Linked DNA regions of Mus musculus: all the other regions are linked to region 1. The links are chromatin contacts, called in public HiChIP or PLAC-seq and promoter capture Hi-C maps. All regions are on one chromosome and are shown on one strand. Each heading gives the region's core, a stretch centred on a gene start, on an enhancer-like site or on the middle of the called end of the contact. The rest is flanking DNA. Distances are from core to core; before and after follow the strand shown. Region 1 holds the start of Dnmbp (dynamin binding protein). Region 2 holds the start of Avpi1 (arginine vasopressin-induced 1). Region 3 holds the start of 4933411K16Rik (RIKEN cDNA 4933411K16 gene). Region 4 holds the start of Oga (O-GlcNAcase). Region 5 holds the start of Lzts2 (leucine zipper, putative tumor suppressor 2).

Region 1 (4,573 bases), core at 1,071-3,570:
TACATACAAAACTAGTTCTGGCCAGATTAGCTTTTTTTTTGTTTTGTTTTGTTTTTTTTTTTTTTTTTGGATATGTTGGGAATATACCATTTGATTGTTACCAGTCTGATCACTAGTTCCAGGTGTGGAAATGTATAGTATTGTTGGGAGACAGAATTCTCCATCTTGTGAATTATTACAAGAGGGTGCTGTGTAGCCCCAAACTAGACAGGAGTCTCAGGGCAGTAGACCATTCCTCTGCTAGCCTGCCTCAGAAGAATGGTATTATGGAAATCAACCATTCATGATTTAGAATCTCCATGATGCCCTCAGGCAATCACTCTCAAACTTCAGTGCACCCACCAAAGAGCATACCTCTGAGAGTCAGTGACCTGGCCATTCCGGAACTGACCCTTACGTGAAAGGAAAATGCTTCAATTAGGCGTGGAGAAATGGCTCAGAGAGAAAGACACATGCCGTCAAACCTGGAGGCCACATGGTAGAAGAGAACTGATTCCCAGAAGTTGTCCTCTGACCTCCTCATGAGACCCCTGCCTCAAGTGCCCCGTACCCCAGTAACTAAGTAAGTAAGTAAATAGATAAAAAAATAAATAAATATTTAAAAAATAGATAGAGCTGAGTTATGCTAAGCGGTTCCAATGTTGTTTTAGTTTCAAAATGAAATCTTTGCTTCCAGTTCATCTGGCTTTCATAAGGACTCCTTGGGTCCAAACCACAATAGAAAAGTATGCACACAGAAAACAGAATTGTGGTTAGTTAATAATAACAAGCATTAGCGCCAGGGTGTGGCAGTGCTCACCTTTCCCCCAGCACCTGGAGGTGGAGGCAGAGGCAAATGGATCGCTGGGGGTTTGAGACCAGCCTGGTCTACACAGCAAGGTTTAGGACAGTCAAAGCCACATAAGAGAGAGGAGACTCTGTCTCAAAAGAGAAAGTAAGTAAGAAAGAAAGATAATAATACCATTATCTAGGTAGTAGATTGTCATTTTACTTGAAAGGGGGAGAAAAGCTTACTGTTTGACAGGCCGCTGAAGCATTTGATCAATTTCTTTCAAAAACAAAAATCTGGAATATTTATGTTTTACCACAAAAATGCCTTCCTTCAGTGTTCAGACAGCAAAGGAGGAGAATAATGTATGTGAGCAGCAGTTTCACCCCTAGGTACAGCCTCCAAAGAACTGGAAGCAATGGGTCCAGCAGATACGTGTACGATTTGGGTCCTAGCCTTAGCCACAGTAGCCAAAGGGGAAACTCCGCCGAATGCCCAGTGAAGGACAAACGCCTAAACACAACGCAGTATATTTAGCAGTAAAAAGGAAGGAAATTCCGACACATAGAACAGCACAGATGAAACTTAGGGCATTATTCTAACCAAAATAAGGCAGGCACCAAAAGGCCAAGTATTGTAGATTGCATGTATGAGGGTCTTCAGAGTAGACGAATTCTTAAGGACACGAGAGACTAGGAATCGCTGGGAGTGGAGTCCCTGTACGATAAGAGCAGTTTCAGTTTGGGAAGTTGGGGTCCCGGTGCCGGACAAGATGATGGATGCGTAGCAATGTGAATTTACCTACTCTGATGGACTGCACGCACACTTGACAATGGTTCAAACGATACACTTTATGCTATGTCTAGTTTACTACGATTTTTGAAGAGTCAAGAAACAATCTAGCTGATGAGATTTTAAAATAAAGCCTTATCTCTGCTGTGTGTGCATAGTGATATATGATTCCTGCATTCCTCAAATCTGCTAGGTCGGTCCCCGCGCTTGCACCAGCTCCTCCACGCACTTGCGATCTTTAACAGTCAGAAGTCTTCCGGGACTTTTCAGAAACCGGGACGTTTGGTTCTAGTATTCTGTGATTCCTTGCTTTTAAATTCTCAAAATTGTCCTGTGAGACTTTGCTCGGGAGAAAAGAAAAAAAAATCGATGAGGAGTGGGCAGTAACCTGATGGTGTTCCCCTGTAATCCAGCACTTGGAGGAGTGAAGGACGATGGAAGGTTCAAGGCTAGCCTCCGCCTCGGAGTAAGAGAATTCGCGCAGCGGAGAATTTGAGTTCTCTAGGTTGGCGGTAGCGCGAGTGCGTGGGGATCTGGATCCTAGCCTGAGCGAGGTGTGTCGCTAAACGCCCCCACGCAGTCCGTGCCTCAGTTTCCCTGAAAGGCCCTGGGAGCCCGAGCCCTGACGTGGCGGAGCGACGGGCTAGGCGGCCGCCAGGGGGCGCGAGCGCGGGAAACGGAGCCGGGGGCCACCGGACGGAAGCGGCGCTAAGGGAGGCGGGGCGGCGCGGAGTCACCCGGATCGGCCCGCCCGCCCGCCGCCGCTGAGGGGAGGTGACCGCGGCCCGGCCGGGCCACCAGTGGCTGTGCGCGGAGGGAACGCCGAGCGGCAGAGAGCAGGTCGGTGCGGGGCCGGGCGTCCGTGGGGTGGCGGGGTGGTGGGGTAGCGGGGACGGTCGCCTGCGGGGCGCGCGGGGCTTGCGGCGCAGCTCTCGGTCGCGCTGAGCTGCGCTCCGCGAGACGCGAGGCCCTCGCTGTCTTCACTCACGGCCGAGGGGGTGCAGGGGGGGGGGGGCAGCAGCCCTAGGGACCGTCCCGGGGCGCGGACCGGGGGGCGAGGTGTCCAGCCGGGGCGCTGTCACTGCGCCGCCCTGCCTCTTGGCTTTGAGTTGAAGAACTGAGCCCCAGTCCTGCTCCTGGTCACTGCTGCAGCTGGTGGGCATGAGAGGCCGGGATTTCGTGACAGCCAGGCAGCGATGGTTTCCCAAATAACCCGGGACTATTTATATTTAGCTGGAGATGCAGTTTTGGCTTACTGGAGTTTTTAGGTACCCAGGACGATTGCATGCTTGTGTCAGAGGAGGATGGTTGTCACTCGAATAAAGGGGTGTTGGGGTGACCGGACAGGACAGCATGTGGTGTGTATTAAGAGCTGCGAAGGGTGTTTTTAGGGCACAGGGTCGTGTTGAAAAACCAACTTGAAAAGCAAGGTCGCATGTGGGATTATGGCTGGCAAATTCTGTAACCTGTCTGACAGTGTTTCTTTTATAGTCTTGGGAGCACCTTGTGGAACTTCCTAATTAATAATGGTGACAAGCTAGTGATGACACCGATTCTCTGGTAGGAGCATAGTTTGGACTCCACTGTGCTTAGTCGAGTTACATGCCGCTGATAGAGCTGACTAATCAACAGGCGATTTTTGCAGCAAGCAGACCTGATTTCTCAGTTAGGGCTGCATTTATAAAACAGTCGTAGGAAAAGCATAGTCGAGGTGTAGTGTTCAAGTTAGTGTATCCATCGGGCCTCATTCCCCCTAAACTACTGAATCTCGTGATCTCTCAGGCCCTTCCACCGCTAAAGTCTTTCATTTGTATTTGAAGCCGATCCCTCCTGGTGACAACAAAGTCCTAGGAAAACAAAGTTAATTTTACAAATTATGTAGCAGATGTTCAACTTCACTGTCGCTCCCCGCTCCCCCACTCACATAATATTGGGTTGAAATGAGTGAAACCTGTTGTGTGTGTGTGTGTGTCATTCATGTTTCTGTGTTAATGTCACCCAATGGCTTGTCTAGACAGAGATCTTGGTGTGTAGTGGGGAAGTGCTAAGTCTGGCATGGGAGTGACTTGCATGTTGTCACAGGTAGTTTTTCCAACAAGCCAAGAACATTTTGACTCAAACTGTGCTAACTTTTAAGCTAACTTTTATCACATTGTGTATGGTTTGGGCTGGCGCGTGATAGTAATCTTTATAGATGCTGTTCAAATATGTATGAACTATTTGTCCTTTAACCCACAAAGTAGGGCCTCCTAACCTCTTCACCCCCTCTTTTCTGGCACCGAGCTCCGAGCATCCCCTTAGCCTGTGAGACCCTCTTCACATTCCTCCTTCACCCACGTGGCAGGGCGGGGCCTTGCCCCACTGAGCTTGCTGTACCACAGGATGCTCTACCCCTGCCGAAGGGTCAGGGTCGAGCAGACTCTGTTCTGAATGTTTATCTCGGTGTTTCCAGAGCAGAGCTCTTTCCCTGTGCCTTAGAAGGAAGCGTTTTTTCAGCATGCTGCCTTCCAGCGCTTCAAGTTCATCACCGTTCCCAGCCTTCTGGGTCACTTTGCTCTGTACAGGGCTAAAATAAATGCAGAGTCGTATTTTAAGCTACAGATTGCTTAGTCTTAAGTTGGGCAGGGTGGGAAGGCACACTTTTAAAAGTGATTCAAACCGTTTACAAGCAAAGGCTTGCTGCCTACCAGCAGTTACAAAGCTTGGCTTATTTTTCCAGTTTTTTTTTTCCCCGACTATGGGACAAAACACAAATCAGTTAGCATATTGCCTGTGACTTTGCTACTATTTCAGGATCCTATGAGGCTCTCAAGCAATGCTGCTGTTGTTGTTGTTAATAAAACACTCTTGAGACTCATTCACTCCTCAAAAGTTCCATGTCAGTGAATGTGTAATTTTTTATTATTATTATACCCAGCCGTGAAAGCATCTCAATAAACTAATTTTCAAGACTAAATAACTCAGTCTTGCTTTTGGGAGTTCATTATGAGATAGCTTCTCACCTGGAGAGCA
Region 2 (4,452 bases), core at 1,738-4,237, 1.8 Mb after region 1:
TGGTTCCCAAACTTGGCCTTGGTGGCAGCACCTTTACCCACTGAGCCATCTCACCTGTCCTGTGATGGTTTGTATATGCTTGGCCCAGGGAATGGCACTATTAGGAGGTGTGGCCCTGTTGGATTAAGTGTGTCACTGTGGATTTGGGCTGTAAGTCCCTCATCCTAGCTGCCTGAAAGGCAGTATGCTGCTAGCAGCCTTCAAATGAAGATGTAGAACTCTCACCATGCCTGCTTGGATGCTAATGGACTTAAACCTCTGAACCTGTAAGCCAACCCAATTCAATGTTGTCCTTATAAGAGATGCCTTGGTCATGGTGTCTGTTCACAGCAGTAAAACCCTAACTAAGACATGTCCCTACCTTAATCTGGGTTCTGGATGAAAGCAAGTCTTTGTATGACACTAGGGGACACTCCTCAGTGCTAACCTCCTCTAAACAGGGCCCCATAAAGCTACAGAATGGTGACCCAGATTGTAATCCCAGAACCCTGAAGGCTGAAGCAAGAGAATCTGGAATTTGAGGCCTGTCTGAGCTACAGAAAGAGACGCTGGCTCAAAACAAACAATCAGGGTCCCTTGTGTTGGTAGTTACGGTTGGTTTCCTGCACTGTTGCGAGATTCTCAAATATCCCCATTTCTGGCAAGGTTTCTTATGGCGCCCATGCCTGAGGGGAGTGCCCTGCCTGCTCATCAGAAACACTGAATCATAAAGCTGTGGGGAAGGAAACAGCCCCATTGTGTGGCGAGCACCAGCAGGAGCCTGCAAAACTGTCTCCACCCAGCCTTAGTCACATCTGACCCAGAGGTCCCAAGTCCCAATTCCAGCATGGGGTATCCATCTGAGCAGGTGGCATCAGAACCCCCAGGTCCTTAAATATGGATATGCTGAGAGTCTGAGAAGCACAGCCTTCCGGTTTAAGAGCCTGCGGTCTCTCCTCAGCCTGGCACTTCCAAGCAGCACTTAGAAGGAACAAACATTGCTAATTTCTCTTGCGAGATCTTGCACTTGGATATCTTTTGTCTATCATTCTCTCTTCATTTCCCCAGGACTTAAAAAAAAAGTAAACAAACCCTTTGAGACATATTCTTTTGTCGTGTGGTGCTGTGCAGAGGGACAAGGAGGAACTAGTCACCAGGATGAGGAAGAATAAAAAATTCCCCTTTACCCTGCAAAAAGAATCCCACGAAGCTGATGGAACATTTTGAAGTTTCTCTTTACGTGTATTTTTTGCTTGAGTATATATGCACCGGGTGTGTGCTTGGTACCCTCAGAGACAGAGAGGGGCATCAGATCCTCTGAAGCTGGAGTTACAGAAGCTTGTGAGCTGCCCTGTGGGTGCTGGTTAAGTGCTCCTTAACCACTGAGCCTTCCCTCCAGCCCCCTTCATCTCCTCCCTACCTGGGAGTTTTATAGAAGAGAAACTAAACTTAGAAGGTCAGCTTTGACGTGAGGGAAGTCAGGAAAACTTTCTGCTTGCACCTGCTGCCCAGACAGGCATCCCTCCGGACATTTCTGGACAGGAGCACAAGCCCCGGATGAAGGAAATCAACATCCCTCCAGGTTGACAGCTGGACCTGGTGGTACAGCTCTATTATGCCAGCACTCAAGAGGCTGAGCCAGGAGGATGGAAATTCCAGGCCAGTCTGAACTACAAAGTAAAACCCATCTCAGTGAAACAGAAAGGCAGCCGGACAGATAGACAGACAAGAAGTGGCACACAGTAGCTCAGGGACGGAGCATTTTCTCAGCATGCTCACAGCAGTGAAGAACTAAAAAAGAGCCTCACAGATCCCCTGCAGTCATTTGTCCTTTCCAACCCGGCTTCCTTGGAACTGGTGAGACCTTCTGAAAATGCAAATTTAGTGCCACGCCACGGTTGTTGTTGTTGGTGGTGGGGAATAAATTAACCCTTGTAAAGGGCTGACCACATTATAGTCACTCTGTAAAGACTTGTAAAGACCGCAGAATGCCTATTCATAAGTACAAATCACTCTATTTCCTTGCTTATAGAGCCTCAGAGGGGCAAATGCAAACGTCACTGCCTACCTACATCCTCCCACCATGGCTACCTTGCTATTTATAGCGGATCTCCAGGCCTTATTTTATCCCTCTGGAGAAAAGCCGTCCTGGCTCCAGCGTGCTTTCTTCCCTCTCTTCCTTTATTCTGCCCAGGCCCATTCTTCCTCGTTCTAAAAACGTTAGCTCCTTTCTTTACTGGTTATGCTCCTTCTTGTGGCTTCCAGGACCTCTCAAAGATGCTTCCTTCCTCTTTACCTTCTTTCAACTTCATGTGATCATGATTGTAGTCACATACCAAGTGGTGGTTCAGTGTTAGCCTCTGTCGCTAGGCTGTTAACTACCTCAAGGTAAGGGTTGCAGTTCTCTTACAGCCCGTCAAGGAAACTGAACTGGAAAGGGTCTCAGTGAAAGATGTCCAAAGAGCTGTTAAGTTCTCCTTAGGTAACCAAACTGGCACAGTCGCTACAAGATTTGTAAATCATTCTGAATGCAGGCCCAGGAGGCCCGGGAGGTGAAGGGAGTTTTAGGAACTGTAGGTTATGAGGATCTTAACAGTGAAACCCTACGCCACGTGCGTTGGACTCGACCCAGAGAAAAGGGGCACTTGTCACGTGTACCCTGCAGGGCCCGCGGTCTCCAGCCGCACCCCGTGTCAGGAATGCGACCCCGCCCCGCCTGCGTGCCCGCAAAGCAGAGCCCGCCCCTGGGACTGACGTCAATCAAGGGGGCGCCTCCAGGCGTGGGGAGGGCAGGTGAGCTGGGAGGATGGGGAGGACCCGGAGGACACGCCCCTCGCCGATACTCCCTAGATGATTGGACTCAAGGAATCTCCGCACTGGGTTTGGAGGCGGGCACGGGAAAAGGGAGGGATAAGGCACGCCCCTCCCCCCTGCAGCAGCTGATTGGTCCGCGAAGGCTCCGCGTTCGATTTGGCGAAGTTGGCTCGGCTTCTCGCTCTAAGGCTGTGACCGAGGATTGGCTGTTGAAGGGGCTCGGAGCACTTTCTCTGAGGAACTGTGGCCGTGATCCAGGTGGCCCGGCCAGGCTCCCGGCTGCGTTCCGCCTGCCTCGGGCAGCTAAGGCAACCAGGTAGGTAGGCCACGGTCCGGCTCAGCTGTGCGTGGGAGCGCGCGGGCCGACGGTCGCAGCTGGGAATCCGCTGGGTCTCACATCCTAGATCCACTTAGGGGCTTCTCTCTGTCAGTCGCCACCTTTGAGCCCTGGGGCTCACTGTGGTGGGGATGTCGTCCTGTAACTTCGGCCAAGATATCCTCTCTCAATCTCTTAGCCAGCCAGTCACCTCCGCTTGGCCTTTGTGATCACTTTCAGGGCAGGAGCCCAGAGCTGCGCTCGCCCTTTTCCCAAAGCCCGAGAGAGGTTACAGTAGGCGTCTTGGCCGCCGGATCCCGATTGGGGTCTCCTGGAACTGGCAATAGGTTGACCCGACACCGATCTAACTTCCCAGAGGGCTCTACTCTAGCTCCGCTTGCTCTAAGTCCAGCGAAGAGGCTGGCGTGGGAATCCTGTCTGCGAATCAGTGGCGACCTCCAAAACCCCCAGACGAAGATGGCACGGTCTTAGAGGTTTCAGAACCTTCTGCCCCCACGTTTCTTTTGACCACCTTCTCAGCCACCTGGAAAGAATGAAAGTAACACTGGTAAGGCGCCCAGGTCTGACCACCTGGTTAATAGCCTAAGATCACCTACCAGCCTTGTGGAGTTGAGCAAGTCACCACTTCAAGAGGTCAGCTTTTTCATCTGGAAAATGTGTTTAACAATAGTGCCCGCTAACAGGGGATTAGGATGCCACCTGACAGGAGGACCAAAAGGTCCTCAAAAGTGCTCTTCTTGCTTGACGCAGCAAGCTTCCTTCTATGTAGCCATGGTTTTAAAAGTGCACAGATGAGCCTGTCTTTGAAGCCCTCTGAGTAGTTTGTACGTCAGTGCTAAATTAACCACGGCCATGGTTCTATATAGTCTTGTTAATAGCTTTCTCTTCGCATCATTTTTCATTCAACCAATGTACAATGTTGAGTGTCCACAGTAGGCCAGGTACTAGGATGGTCATTCATATTTCATCTCTGTACCCAGTGAGGATTTTCCCTCTCACTATTTTGATTGATGAACAAAGCAAAGGAAAAGTGACTTGTCCAAGGTCACTCAGTGGTCAGCGTCACTGCCACCTTAGGGGTTTTGAATTCTTTCAAAAGGATCTTTTCCTTGCTCTGTTAGTTCATTTTTCAAGTCATGCCTGAAAATGGGTCTGGAGTAGGGGCCCAGTTTCTTTCTTCACTTCCAAGGCAGAGAAGCGTCGAGTTAAGAGCTCTATAGTATGTCCTTCCTTTAATGCCCAATTCAAAAGATGTTGAACTTTGCCATCCTCAGTATTTACTCTGGGGGTTCATTCTGACGCTCTAGGGTCCATTTGTAGTG
Region 3 (4,993 bases), core at 724-3,223, 1.9 Mb after region 1:
CACAACGCATCTACTTAAAAGAAGCACAGCAGGGCACTCAGGAGGCAGAGCCAGGCATATCTTTGTGAATTCAAGACCGGCCTGGTTTACACAATGAGTTCCAAGACAGACTGAGCCACACAGTTTCAAAAACAAAATCGTGAGTGGTAACCGTAAGTAGTCTTAATATTGGCAGCATCTATAGTAGCCACAGTCACAAGTCAAGCAATGGCGACATGACCCAGCTATGTCTCATACAGCTTTCCAGCTGTGGACACATGGATCTCTGTGGACTCTAGAAACTTGAGATGGCACCAAGAGGATGGGGCCTAAAGTCCCACCTGTCTGAAAGCCTGTCCCTGGTTCCTCTTCCCAAGCATCTGGCTATATCCTACTTCTTGGCAACAGTAGGCAGATTGGATTGGGGTCTCTGGCAGTACCCTAACCCAGACCAGGGGAGGCTGTTCTGATGCTAAGTCTGATGCAATGGAAAGGGCCCCAGACAAGGCCCACTTGCAGCACTGCTGGGGACATACCCTCTCTTCCAACCCTGCCCAGATGTCAGTTGACTACAGAGCCCCTGGACACAGAGTGAGGGTGTGCAGGGCTTTATTGGCTCCATTCAGGCATGTGGAGTCAGTGTGGGGCTTGTGGTTGCTCCTGTAATCTGCCTCCTGTCTTCTCTCGTGGGTCATCAGGGCCTTTGGGCTGTTGAAGCTGCGTCCTTTCCTCCTTCCCTCATGACCTCTGCTGGGGCCAGAAGCAGCAGGAATTTGGTTGGCAGTCTCTTACCCTGACCGCGTAGGTTTCCCCATAGAAGAGAAAACAGGCCTATGTATGAGAGCCAGCCCTGTGGGGGGCAGGGACACATGGTTTCAAGAGCCATAGATTGGGTTTCTGCGGTTGGGCAGATTATGGCTCTGGTGGCTTGGGTGACCTGGCTGACCCTGGTGACTCTGGTGACTCGAGTGACCTGGATGACCCTGGTGGTTGGAGTGGCCCAGATGAGTCTGGTGGCTTGAGAGGCCTGAATGACCCTGGTGGTTGGAGTGGCCCGGATGACTCTGGTGACTTGAGTAACTTGGATAACTCTGGGGGCTCAAGTGACTTGGATGATGACCCTGGTAGCTGGAGTAAACGGGATGACTCTGGTTGCTCTGGTGGCTTGGATAGGAATGGTGGCTTTGGTTACTATGGCGACTCTGGCTATAGACTGTGTGCGATTGGTTGGCCCCAGCTACTCCAGTTTCATGGTGAGTTAGGAAATTCCCTTTCAGTTTTATCTCCACCTCCTCCAGAGCCTTCAGCTCTTCTGGGCTGATGTTCCTGGATTCTGCATGGCCTTTACGACGGTGAGTTGTGGAGCGCTGCAGCATGGAGTTAGCCACGCGATGCCCCTTGGCATCAATCTCCTTCGTACAAGCTGCCACAGCAGCCCAGGTGTCATCCTCCATGGACGGGGACTTCCCTGACTCCCTCTGCATCTCTTTGGTCATTGAGCTTCCAGATATCTTCTGTTTGCTGGCAAACGAATCTCGGTGCAGAGCCGCGCCCCTTTCTCCGTGTTTGGTGGTGAGGGTATCCACGTGGAGGGTGGTATTGACTTCCCCATGCCTGCTTTCAGGTGAGTGGCCATTGTTGCTGACATAGCGGTAGGTGGGCAACCTCTCCTCGGATAGGCGGCTGAAGTGAGATTTGATCCAGCTGTCATTTGCTCGGTGGGATTCCAGAGGCTTGTCTTCTGTAGTCTCAGTGGCTGCCTTCCTTTTCTTCCTGTGAGCCCACAGCATGAGGCCTCCACCTCCGAGCAAGAGAGCGGTCCCCAGCACCACCCTGCATGATGGTTGCTGGAGGAACCCCAAGAAGTCCTCCAGGGCCCTAGGCCTCACAGAGAACTAAGAGCACAGTGGGAGTGCTGGAGCCCAGATGGTAAGGTTCATGCTTGAAGGGACCGGAGCCCTGCAGGTATCTGGCAAGCAGGCCCCTGCCTCGCCCTCCCTAGGATGCCCTCTGACACCTCAGCAATGAGCCCCATTGTGAGGAAGGCAGCTGGGGGTGGGGTGAGGCAAGGCCACCTCATCACTCAGACCTAGTCTGGCAAGCTTCCTGTAAGGATCAGGTCTTGTCTCCTTTTCTCCATAGAAAGAAAGATAGCATCATTTAACTCTTCTGCCTCCCACTTCCAAGGCTCTCTGCTCTTCTGTTCTGCTTAATTTCCAGTCTTCGGTTTCCCTTGTTCCTGTTCCTGATCTAGTGGCCGCCACAGGATAGAGGATACTGAGTCAGTTTGGCCATGAAAAACTGGGACCACTCAATTAGACTGATATCCATCCCTGGTCAATAAGTGTTGTACTCAATACCCACGACCCATCTCTGCTGTCAGCACAATATCCCTAGCTCTATTACAGGGAAGAGTCCAGAAGGGAAAGGGTCCGGGAAGGGGCTCATATGGAACAATGTGAGGTCACAATTGAGAACAAAGAATAGGCTGAGAAAGCAGAGCAGGTAGGACTGACTGCAGGGCCATCCCAGGGTAATTAAGCTACATCTTGCCTGAATAATAGCCAGCAGATACAGAATTTGCCCCCTGATAAACATGACAAAGTTTTGAGCCTGGCTAGCCTGCTCAATCTTGAGTAACTCCTATGTATATGGGGCTAGAAGCAGGCCTGTGCTACTGTTTCCCTCAAGGCAAGTAGCACACTTAGAGAATGCCAAATGGGGGCTGGAGAGATGGCTCAGCGGTTAAGAGCACGGACTGCTATTCTGAAGGTCCTGAGTTCAAATCCCAGCAACCACATGGTGCCTCACAACCATCTGTAATGAGTTCGGATGCCCTCTTCTGGTGTGTCTGAAAACAGCTACAGTTTATTTATCTGAGAGAAAGAAAGAAAAAAATGCCAAATGTTGGCATTGGAGAAGCTGTGTTGTTTGTAGCTAGAAAAAAAAAAATACTAGACAGTTAAGAACACTTACAGAGGTCTTAAGTTCAATTCCCAGCAACTACATGGCAGCTCACAATTTATCTAATATGGGATCTGATGTCATCTTCTGACATGCAGAGAGCTCATGAACATAAATATATTTTTTGTTGTTTTTCTAGATAGGGTTCTCTATGTGACCTTGGTTGTCCTGGAACTAACTCTGTAGACCAGGCTAGCCTCAAACTCATATCCACCTAACTCTGCACTACCCCCTGGCTGGAAAAAAAAAAAAAGTTGTGGTATCTGAGAGGCTGGAAAGCTAGGTCCAGAGCACTTGCTATTCTTCTAGAGGCCCTGAGTTTGGTTTCCAGTACTCGTCCAGCAGCTCAGTCCTCTGTAACTCCAGTTCCAGTGGATCTAACACCTCTGGCCTTATCTGGTGCCTGTATTCACATGCCCACGCCCACATGCAGACACACACCTAGACACACTTAAAAAGGAAATAGTCTTTAAAAGTTGTTGCCAGTCATGGTGGCACACAACCTTTAATCCCAGCGCTCAGAAGGCAAGGGTAGACAGATCTCTGTGGGTTCAAGTCAGCTGAGTCTACAAAGTGAGTTCCAACCTCTTACCTGCCTCAAAAAAAATGTTATTTGAAACATTTCCTTTAAAGAAGTAATGCTTTTTATATACACAAAAATGTTTTCTCTTTGAGAAGAAACTCTGGTCGATTCTATGTGGGGAAGGAATAAGGCACAGCTAGAAGCTTTGGGGACCTTACCTCTCCAGCCTTGCTGAAATAGCCCTGTGATTGTCCACTGACCTCACTGGAAATAACAACTCAAAGTCCACCTGTGAGACTATTGACAGGTGTAAGTCCAGGGCCACTGGCCCTCCTGGTCAACTCTTCCTGCTGGCCTTTGGTTATAATGTGCTAAAAGTTTTATTTTTAATAAAAAACTTAAATAAAAATATAATTACATCACTTTCCTCTTCTATTTCTCCCCTCCAACCTTTTCCATGTCTCTCCTCTCTCTCCTCCTCAGACAGATGGCCTCTTTTTCTTTTCTTTTTTTGTTTTGTTTTGTTTTGGGTTTATTTTGTTGTTTTTCTTTCTTTTTCTTTTTCTGTTTTTGTTTTTGTTTTTGCTTTAAGATGAGGTTTCTCTGTATAGCCCTGGCTGTCCTGGAACTCACTTTGTAGACCAGGCTGGCCTCGAACTCAGAAATCCTCCTGCCTCTGTCTCCCGAGTGCTGGAATTAAAGGCGTGTGCCACCACGCCCGGCTCTCTTTTTCTCTATTATTACATATATGTGTATATATATATATACACATACACACACATAGACACAGATATACATATAACCATTGCATATCAGAAATACAACCTGCAGAGTCCATATGTCCATGACTTCAAGGCTGACCACTTGGCACTGGAAAACTAATTAAGGTTCATCCTGGCAGAGGCTAATTCTCCCTCTCTTGGCAGTCAGTAGTTAACTGTCTCTGTCTTGAGGATAGAATCCATGAGATTCCCCCTTCCTAGTTTATCAATACTGTCATTGCTCGAGTACGGCTTAGGCACACCATATTTGGTTATAACTTTTATTTTACTTAATTTTTTTAAAGGATTTATTTACTTATTCATGTATTTATTATGTATGTGAGTACATTGTTTCTGTCTTTAGACACACCAGAAGAGGGCATCAGATCCCATTACAGATGGTTGTGAGATGCCACGTGGTTGCTGGGAATTGAACTCAGAACCTCTGGAAGGGCAGTCAGTGCTCTCCAGTCCTTTACTTAAATTTTTTTTTAAAACTTATGATTATAAAAACCTTTATTCAAGGTTCATTTTTATAGCTGAGCACAACATCAAGTCTGCATGCTGCACAAGATAGGAAAACATAAGAGCAGACCCATGCCTACTGTGGTGCTGACACCATTTCCTGCTTCTATATAAGACTGACAAACTTTTGCAGAGTTTATAATTTTCTTTTTCTTTTCTTTTTTTTAAGATTTATTTGTTTATTTTATGTATGTGAGTACACTGTCGCTGTCTTCAGACACACCAGAAGAAGATATCAGAT
Region 4 (4,760 bases), core at 806-3,305, 1.8 Mb before region 1:
ATGGAAGGCTGGAAGGGAAGAGAGAAGGTACTGCTCTCTTCCAAAGGACCTGAGTTCTGTTCCCAACAAACACCTTCAGTGGCTGGCCACTGCCTCTTCTGCTGCCCCCCCCCCCACACATTAAAACAAAAAAGTCTTGGATGGGGCTGGCAATAAAGGGGCTCCCACAGCTTGAGCCTGACAACCTGAGTTTGATCTCCAGGATCCACAAAGGGAAGACAACTGACTTCCTCAAGTTGTCCTCTGGGCCATGTCCAAATGGGCTACGGCCTGTGAACCCACACAAAATAAATAAGGCCACCAAATCCCTGGAGTGTTTGTATAACACGTACAAGGCCCTGGGTTGGATACCCAACACTGCATAAACCTGGCAAGGAAGTTCTCGCCTGTAATGTGCACCCCTGCAACGTCCCTGGAGCTACAAGGTGGGCTACTGCGACGAAGTATTAAAAAAAAAAAAGACTACTTTTTATTTTTTAACTTTCTTTCTTTTTTTTTATTTGTTAGATATTTTCTTTATATACATTTCAAATGCTATCCCGAAAGTTCCCTATACCCTCCCTCTGCCCTGCTCCCCTACACACCCACTCCTGCTTTTTGGCCCTGGCATTCCCCTGTACTGGGGCATATAAAGTTTGCAATACCAAGGGGCCTCTATTCCCAGTGATGGCCGACTAGGCCATCTTCTGCTACATATGCAGCTAGAGACACGCGCTCTGGGGGTACTGGTTAGTTCATATTGTTGTTCCACCTATAGGGTTGCAGACCCCTTCAGCTCCTTGGGTGCTTTCTCTAGCTTCTCCATTGGGGGCCCTGTGTTCCATTTTATAGACTGTAAGCATCCACTTCTGTATTTGCCAGGCACTGGCATAGCCTCATACAAGAGACAGCTATAACAGGGTTCCTTCAGCAAAATCTTTCTGGCATATGCAATAGTTTGACTACTTTCTTAACATTGAACATGAGAGGTTTGTTCCCAAACAGGGCAGATTTTTTTTTTTTTTTTTTTTTTTTAGTCTTTTTGAGACAGGGTTTCTCTGTATAGCCCTGGCTATCCTGGAACTCACTTTGTAGACCAGGCTGGCCTGGAACTCAGAAATCCGCCTGCCTCTGCCTCCCAAGCGCTGGGATTAAAGGTGCGCCACCATCGCCTGGCTGGCAGATCCCTTAAGGAACCAAAATGTCAAGTGTACTCTGAGGCAAGCCCTTAGAGTACAGGAGGCAAGCCCTTAGAGGCAGGGTTTCCTTGGAAATGCTGATGCTAAGGCTAAAAGGGTCATGTCCCTTACGCACACCGCACACTCTCCATCGCCATAACAAACTCGCCTTCCACTCTCTTCTACTTTTATTAGACGTTTGTTTTCCCTGTGCTTGGAATGCAGTCTTTCTTCTCCATACGTAGTCTGGTGAATTTCATACCACAGCCTCTCCCAAAACAAACGTAGGGCTCAATCAGGCAGAGACGTAACAGCAGGTTTTAACCATATTATGAGGTCATAATGGTCCCAACAGCCCAGGATGAGGCAAACTCAATAAAACAGTTGACTGCTCAATTTAAAACACGGTTAACTCCGAAGACAGGATAGAAGAAACAATGAGTCAGGACAGAGGCGTGAGCTGAGCTCCTTGGCATGGTGTCTTCACAGAAGCAGACGTGGGTCAGGCAGCCCCGATGAGCCAAACTGGTACAACAATCTCCAAAGTAGGTCAGTGTCTCCTACCACTTTAAGAACTAGAAGTATCGTCCCGGCGCCTGCGCATTGAGAGGGTAAACACCTCCTTTCCGCCCCCCCCCCCCCCCTTCCTCCCAAACTCCCCGGCCGGCCGCATTCTCCCATGTTCCCCTCCTCCGGGTGGGGTAATGGTCCGACCCAGAGTGTGGCGCTCATCCCGGAGGGTGGCGAGCCAAAATGGTACGTCCCACCGCCGCACACCTCCGCGGTGTTCACGGCGCCCTTTGTCCTTTTTCTCCCCTAGCAAATAAAGCGCAATGGGCTTATCCCAAGGAAAGGCGGGGGAGCCGGGCTGGGGACCGGTCTGAGCCGGTCTGTAGCGCAGGCGCAGTGCGGATAAACAGGAAGCGGGCGGCAGAGGCAGCGGCAGGAGCTGCTTAGGGACTCCGGTGGGGGAAGAGAGCCGGAGACGCCGGGCTGTCCGGAGGGCGGCGGGCGTGGAGGACGAGCGAAGGCGCCTCCTCGGTCCTCCTTCCGTGGAGACGCGGCGGCTGCCTCGCCCTCCGCTTAGGCTCCCGGCTCCCAGCGCGGGGCGAGGCAGCGGCTGACAAAGGGCTCGAGCCGGTGCCGCCGCCCTTCTCATCCGGGCACTCCGGGCCCCCGCCGAGAGGAAGGGGGAAGGGCGGAGGGGGAGGGGAAGGAGCCCCGGAGGCGCGCGTTCGGAGCCGCGGCCCCTTTGCAGGGCTCCGGGCCTTTGGCCCAACGGACCGAGGCCGAAGGGGAGCGGTGGCCGGCGGCAGGAGGATGGTGCAGAAGGAGAGCCAGGCGGCGCTGGAGGAGCGGGAGAGCGAGCGCAACGCCAACCCTGCCGCCGCCTCGGGGGCTTCGTTGGAGCAGTCGGTAGCTCCCGCCCCCGGAGAAGATAACCCATCGGGAGCCGGGGCTGCGGCCGTGGTCGGGGCGGCCGGAGGGGCCCGCAGGTTCCTGTGCGGTGTCGTGGAAGGTGAGTTGGCCTTCCAGTCCCGCGTAGGTGTTCAGCCTCCGTCCCCGGGAGGGGCGTGCTGGTGACTTTTCCCGCAGTTCCCCGCCCCCAGGACGGGAGGCGTCCGTCATTGCTCACACGGGGTTACGGGGAGGAGACAGACGGTGGGCACACTTCTTTACCCTCCGCTATGTCACGGCTTCGGCGACTCCGGGCTATGGAGGAGCCTGACCCCACCCTCCTCTGGCTTAGAGCCACACAGATTTGTCGGAGGAGGAGGCGGTGGCAAGGAAGGAGCCTGTGGTCCGGCTGTGGGCTTCACTTCTTTGTACCTTGGGATCTTAGTCCGCAGAGATGCCTGCTTTCAGTTGAAATTTGTGCAGCGCTCCCATCCCCCGCCCCTATCCTTGTAAGGGGAAAAAAAATCAGCCCTCACAGGCACGTTTTTACCCGTGAAGGAGCGCAGTCAGCTTATTATATTACAGATTCCTTCAGGCTTAGGAAATTGTTTTGTTTTTATTTTTATTTATTTATTTTTGTTAGCCTGTAAGCCTCCTTCACCTCTTAAGACTCACTTGTAGCCCAGAAAAGTATCATCCTTTAACAATTGCTGTTTTTTTGACTTGGGAGTGTGTGTAAATACCAGTATATCATATCTCAGAGCATCTGTTATGTGGAGTTAGAATTCAGTGAAAGTCTTAATTTCTGTCTTCTCATTTACAGTTGAAAAGGACGAGGGCGTTTTGATAGTAAGGGAAGATGCCGGAAGATCTTAATTACAATTTCTGAAATAGAATGGGTGGATACCGAGCTCAGGAAAGCTTAGTTCTTCCCTAAGCACTCCGTAATTTGAGTTTTCTTATGGATTTTTTTGTTTGTTTGATTTTTGTTTTGTTTTTAGTGGCAAACTCAACGTTTTCTAGTTTCTTTCTCTATTATTATTATTATTATTACTGGGGAATATAAAAACTAGTACTCAGGACTGAAGAGATGGCTCAGCGATTAAGAGCTCTTCCGGAGGTCCTGAGTTCAATTCCCAGCAACCACATCCATGGTGGCTCACGACCATCTGTAATGAGATTCGATGCCCTCTTCTGGTGTATCTGAAGACAGCCACCGTGAACTTGTATATTAAATAAAATCTTGTTTTTTTTAAAAAAACAAACCAAAACATTTTAAAGACTAATACTCAAGCCAAAAGGGATAAAGTTAGGTTGGCCTCCTGGTTGAGAGCTCCAGCTTTTCCACTGTCATGGAAGACCGAGGTCGTAGGTCTGGTAGTTGAGAAAGGTTAATTGGAGGGAGAATATTCTTGGCAGGAAGACATGGAACAGCAGGGCAAAATTTGGGGGAGCACCGTTGTTCCTGGAGCCCAGATTTATGAAAACATGAGTGCTTTGTGCGTTATACATACTGGGCTTGCTGGAGTACAGACATTTTTAGGGGGAAAAAAGTGGAATTTTTTTTTTTTAAAGACATCATCACAGTTTTATTTCTGACAGAAACCATGGGTCTGAAACGGGTTATACAGAGTGCTAAGATCTTCCTGACTACCTGTTGTTCGGCTCGGCAATCTTCTGTAAATGAGAAAAGATGGAAGTCCTATTTGTGGGCAGGTCTCCTGTAGCCTAGGTGATCAGGAGCTGAAGCACAGAACGACCTTAAACTTGTTATCTTCCTGCCCTTGGAGTGGCCGAGATTGCAGACCACCATCCTACTTTAGGTGTAAGCTTTTGCTGTTGCTTTTTGTTTTAAATTTCCCCACACTATCCCAGTGTGTCATGGAATTCACTTTGTGTCCCAAACTGGCATTTAGTTTGAGGCCATCTTGCCATACAAGAGTCTTTATTGTATTGTCTCAGATCCTAGGATGGGGAAGGATAGGAAGAGAACTCTGAGGGATACAGAGAATTCAGAACTAGCCATGTTGTTGACAGTCTGTAATCTAGGGTTGGGAGGCCAGCCCTGGTAACAAAGTAAGATCTTGTTTTAGCAACAAGTGAAAGGAGGTAGCTTACTGTGCCTTCTCTTGGTAGTACTAAACGTGAATCTCTTTAAAGTATATTAAAACAGCTCTCATTGGATGTGGCTTACACCCTTGATCT
Region 5 (4,341 bases), core at 744-3,243, 1.1 Mb before region 1:
TGCCGAGCTGTATGTGTGGTTTTTTTTGTTTTTGGTTTTGGTTTTGGTTTTTCGAGACAGGTTCTCTCTGTATAGCCCTGGCTATCCTGGAACTCACTCTGTAGACCAGGCTGGCCCTGAAATCAGAAATCGGCCTGCTTCTGCCTCTGCTTCTAAAGTGCTGGGATTAAAGGTGTGCGCCACCACTGCCCACTGTGAATTCTTTTTTGCTGTTTTGTTTGTTTTTTGTTTGTTTGTTTTTCCAAGACAGGGTTTCTCTGTGTAGCCCTGGCTGCCCTGGAACTTGCTCTGTAGAGCAGGCTGGCCTTGAATTCAGAGATCCACCTCTTACTGCCTTCTGAGGGCTGGAATTAAAGGCGTGTGTGTTACCACCACCAGGCTGTATGTGTGAATTCTTATGTTTTACAAAGTTATGAGTTTCGTAACTTAGAAAGCACACCACACAGTTATTAATGTGTATAAAACAAATGAATCTGTGGGCTCTGGATGTCACTATATGGCAAAAAGAGAAATGTTTGGATAGATATACCAGTTTGTGCACACATATGTGAGGTTTGTGTAAATACCACTAAATCTTCCAGTCACCTATCCTCAGTAAGCCATTCTGCTTCTTCTCCTAGCATGAAATTCTAGGGAAAATCCTCCTTTCTTTGGGTCCATTGAGTCAAGTCTCTCATAGACTGAGACACACAAATCTCTACAGGACGCCTGCAGTTCTCCTGGGACAGTTACATGGATTCCTACTGTACACAAGAAAAGTGTGTGAAAGCTCCCCAGGACCAATCTGTATAAGTGAGCGTTCTGGGAGTGCATGAGGACCTGGGTGACATTCAAAGCCACCAATGTGAATGGGGACTCCTCCTCCCTAAAACTTTTTTTTAACTTAAGAGTTTGAGGAAAGGTGAGATCACAGTGCCTGACGCCCTTGCCCCATCTTATCTTTGTATATTGTTCTCCACTAAGTGCCTCTAAGTGTTAAGACCAGAGACTCACAGGAGTCCAGCGTGAGGAAGGAGTTGCTAAGAGCTAGGGTAGGAACTGAAGTGTAGCAACTTCTCTGTAGGGTAGGTACTGAGATCGCCCCCAAAAGGTCCAGCCTAGGGATGGAGACTGCTCCACAGTATAGTGAGGAGTGAGAAGGGGCTGGCACTCCTGTCCCTACTCCAGAGGACACAGAAAGTGAGACCCAGAAGGAAGGGCAAGGGCCGGGGTAGACACTCAGAGAGACAGGAGCCAGAAGACAGAAGAGACAAAGGCCAAGAGGCTCAGACACGAGGAGCCAGAGGCAGACCCATGAGTTAGGGTCGCTGAAGCTACACAGGCAAGGACCCCTAAAGCCAGAGGAGCCACAGAGCTGAGCTCTGAGGGCCAGGCGTCAGGAAAGCCAGGCCTAGCCAGCCTGGCTCCCGCTTTTGAGGCCCAAGAGAGAAGGAGGGGCAAGCGGCTCCATTTTGAGAAATGCGTTTGTAGCTGTGGGAAAAAGAAAGCCCTGGTTCTCCCCAGCACTCCCTGACCTATCACTATGGTACACAGACCCCTGCGCCCCCACCCCAGCAAGTAAGCTGGGGGTTCTAGAGTCTGGGGCCGCGCCAGGGCCTGAGATGAGTCTGGCCCACGTCCCAACTCTCTGACCTCAGGGCTGGGGTTGGAGAGTTGGGGAAAGTCCCCCCAAACACACACACTCAAACTCCAGAGACCAGTCAAGCAGGATCCAGTCTGGGATCACGAGTTGCCATTCCGAGACTGAAAGCCCAGAGTCGTCGTGTCCCCCCACCCCCCCCCCCGCCACCCACAATAGTCCGCTCCTTCCATAAACTGGGGGCGTCTATGGAATGCCACCTCCCCACCGGACCGCATCGCTTAGAAGTTGGGGCACCCTCAGCCCTGGACCCCTCACCTCCGCCGCGCTGCTCCATGCTCAGCCCCGGGCCGCCCCAGCACTCCACAGGCGCGCCGCCCGCTCCAGCCCGCGCGCGGCCACTCGGAGCTGCCCGGCTCGGCCCCGCCTCCGCCCAGCCGGCGCCCCCGGCCCTGACCGGCCCCCGCCCGGCCCGAGTGGGCGGTGCGCACTGATGGGGGGAGGGGTCCGAGGGGCGTTCCCGCCCCGGGGAGCGGACACGCGCAAGTAACCCACGTCACGCGTGCCAGCCAGGGCGCACGCGGGGGCTGCTCGGCGGCGCTCGGGATTCCTCCCAGAGTGGCCTAGCAACTGTGTGTGTGTGTGTGTGTTGTGTGTGTGTGTGTGTGTGTGTGTGTGTGTGTGTGTGTGTGTGTGTGTGTGTGTGTGTGTGTGTTAAGTGTGGTGTGTGTGTGTGCTCGGTAGCGCTCGGGATTCCTCCCAGAGTGGCCTAGCGACTCTGTGTGTGTGTGTGTGTGTGTGTGTGTGTGTGTGTGTGTGTGTGTGTGTTAGGAGGCTCGGCCGGCTCGAGACTCATCGAGCCGGGTCACCATCGCCTATCCCTGCCGGAGCCCAAGGGCCAGCGGCAGCTGGTCATTGTTCCAGCACAAAGAGCCAAGGCGCGGCGCCAGCCCCGCCCCTCCCCCTCCGCTCCTCTAGGAGAAGCTTCCCTCCTCAGTCTCCAGCTTCCCGGTCCATGGGGAGGCCGAGGGGGTCAGCCATCCCTCTCCAGTTGCCGGCTCCTGGGCACAAGTTGAGGGACTGGCTCGGTCGCTGTCTGTCCCACCCCCAGCAGGCTGGAGGTCACACGCTTGGATTTTCCAAATCGGCGCCACCTGGTGGCCCTTTCCAGCAACTTACCAGCCCCCCCCCCCCAAGACCCCCACCAATCCCACTCCCTTTCCAGCACAGCACCCTCGGGCCGCGAGCCCAGGCTTGTCCCTGGCATGGCTCCAGCCTCCCTAGCCGAACCTCGGGGGTCATTTGCTATGAGAAGGGTCGCTGCTCAAAGGGGGTGGGAGGGATACCTGACCCCCAATAATCTCAAGAACGAACAGCTCAAACCTACACTGGCTCCGCAGCAGACATCCCAAAGTCTCTCTTGGGGTCACAAATATTTTTACCCTCTCGAAAACAACAGTCTTAACACCCACACGACCTTTCCCACATTCAGTCTCGGGCAGCCACAGTCAGTCTCATCCATCACGTGGCTCCATAGATCTTCATTCCATAATCCTTCAGGCCAACTCACAGAAGGCTTGGTGTTTCGTGCACGGGAGAGTGCACAACAGTCCTTTGCATCCAGTCACATTCTTTAAATACACTCAGCCTCCCAACCCTCTTCCACGCAATGACAGCCGGATTCAGCCACTCTGGAAACTTCTTACATCATATTCACAAACTACCCACTTTCCCTGAGGGGTCTCTGTGACCTGCTCAGGTCAGCCGACCTCACATGTTCTGGCAAGGCCATCCTCCCTTCCCCGATCCCCCCCGCCCCCCCCCCCAAGGTCTGCCAGAGCTGGGCTCAGCCCCAGGAAGAAGCACCCCCCCCCCTTCCAGGCCACAGCCTGGCCGGCTCTCAGCTCTATTTTTAGCTCCATGGAAAGGGTTGTTTTTCTTTCTTTTTCCCTGGAAAGGAAAACACAGCCTAGCCACCCTCAGGCTCACTCCAGCCCCTCAGCTTCACAAGAACATACCGAACCCCTCTCCCTAACAGAAACCCCCTCCTCTGGCCTTGCCCTGATCCCTGCCTCCTGGGGCACCGAGAACCTCCTCCCCTTTCTGGCCTCCAGCCCAGAAGCTCAGGCAGCAGCTGGGCTCAGCATGTGGCCGGGTGAGGGGTGGGGGGAATGAAGGATGGGGGCCGGAGGGGGAAGAGGCTGCAGCCCCCTCTTTCACTTTCAGAGAGGGGACTCTGATCTTTCTTCCACCTAGAGGAGACACACTCCCCTTAGGTTTAAGGATATATTTACTCTTGGTGCGTTCCCTTTGAGGAGGGGTGAGGGGAGACTCTTCTCGCTTGAGTGGGCTATTTGTGCCCAGTCCTGCAAGGGGTGGAGGTGGCGGTAGGAAGAGGACGTAAAGACAGAGCTGTATGAGACCGGGGCAGCTGTCTGGGGCCATCAAGGTCCTTTCGGATACCTTTCAAGGATACGGGTTCCAAGAACGTGCTAGTGAGCTCCAAGGCAAGGAGCCCAAGTTAGCCCCAACCCTCTCCAGGTCTCCGGGTCACCCAGGCCCCCAGGGGCGTTGAGCTCCCATTCTGGGTGAGAGGATTTATCATCATTCCAGGTGAAGTGTGGAATAAAGCTCCATACAGGGCGAAACAAACATGCTAGGACCAGCGGAGAGGTAGATGAGAGGGGTGTCCCTGCCTAGACAGGAGTTGGGGAGCACTACCCACCCGGCTGCGAAGCAATCACGTGCTCAACGCCTGTTTA

Evidence for each region. Promoter capture Hi-C pulls out the DNA fragments that hold promoters and counts their contacts. HiChIP or PLAC-seq counts read pairs in DNA pulled down with a chosen protein or histone mark.
Region 2: a promoter capture Hi-C map of stem cell-derived epiblast-like cells shows a contact between it and region 1, with 6 times the contacts expected there. The contact joins the promoter of Avpi1 here to the promoter of Dnmbp in region 1. A contact is called at or near these places in 4 of 39 promoter capture datasets (cranial neural crest, hippocampal neurons, liver and 1 more) and 4 of 115 datasets of contacts at active chromatin or transcription factors (embryonic stem cells, microglia and pancreatic cancer cells).
Region 3: a contact with region 1 is called in a promoter capture Hi-C map of liver, with 4 times the contacts expected there. The contact joins the promoter of 4933411K16Rik here to the promoter of Dnmbp in region 1. A contact is called at or near these places in 4 of 39 promoter capture datasets (hippocampal neurons, liver and pre-B cells).
Region 4: a promoter capture Hi-C map of liver shows a contact between it and region 1, with 2.5 times the contacts expected there. The contact joins the promoter of Oga here to the promoter of Dnmbp in region 1. A contact is called at or near these places in 2 of 39 promoter capture datasets (hippocampal neurons and liver).
Region 5: an H3K27ac HiChIP or PLAC-seq map of microglia shows a contact between it and region 1, with 6 times the contacts expected there. The contact joins the promoter of Lzts2 here to the promoter of Dnmbp in region 1. A contact is called at or near these places in 1 of 39 promoter capture datasets (pre-B cells) and 2 of 115 datasets of contacts at active chromatin or transcription factors (microglia and pancreatic cancer cells).

What each region holds. Positions count from the first base shown.
Region 1 is chr19:43,937,945-43,942,517 of GRCm38.p6, reverse strand. It overlaps Dnmbp (dynamin binding protein), which reads left to right and starts at 2,320. Exons shown (of 16, transcript NM_028029.4): 1 at 2,320-2,401.
Region 2 is chr19:42,127,528-42,131,979 of GRCm38.p6, reverse strand. It overlaps Avpi1 (arginine vasopressin-induced 1), which reads left to right and starts at 2,987. Exons shown (of 3, transcript NM_027106.4): 1 at 2,987-3,109.
Region 3 is chr19:42,049,208-42,054,200 of GRCm38.p6, reverse strand. It overlaps 4933411K16Rik (RIKEN cDNA 4933411K16 gene), which reads right to left and starts at 1,973. Exons shown (of 1, transcript NM_025752.2): 1 at 573-1,973. The coding sequence starts at 1,769. The coding sequence ends at 855. The region is part of intron 1 of Hoga1 (4-hydroxy-2-oxoglutarate aldolase 1); the gene reads right to left.
Region 4 is chr19:45,780,848-45,785,607 of GRCm38.p6, reverse strand. Oga (O-GlcNAcase) reads left to right here and starts at 2,055. Exons shown (of 16, transcript NM_023799.4): 1 at 2,055-2,676. The coding sequence starts at 2,478.
Region 5 is chr19:45,015,787-45,020,127 of GRCm38.p6, reverse strand. Lzts2 (leucine zipper, putative tumor suppressor 2) reads right to left here and starts at 1,993. Exons shown (of 5, transcript NM_001130526.1): 1 at 1,898-1,993.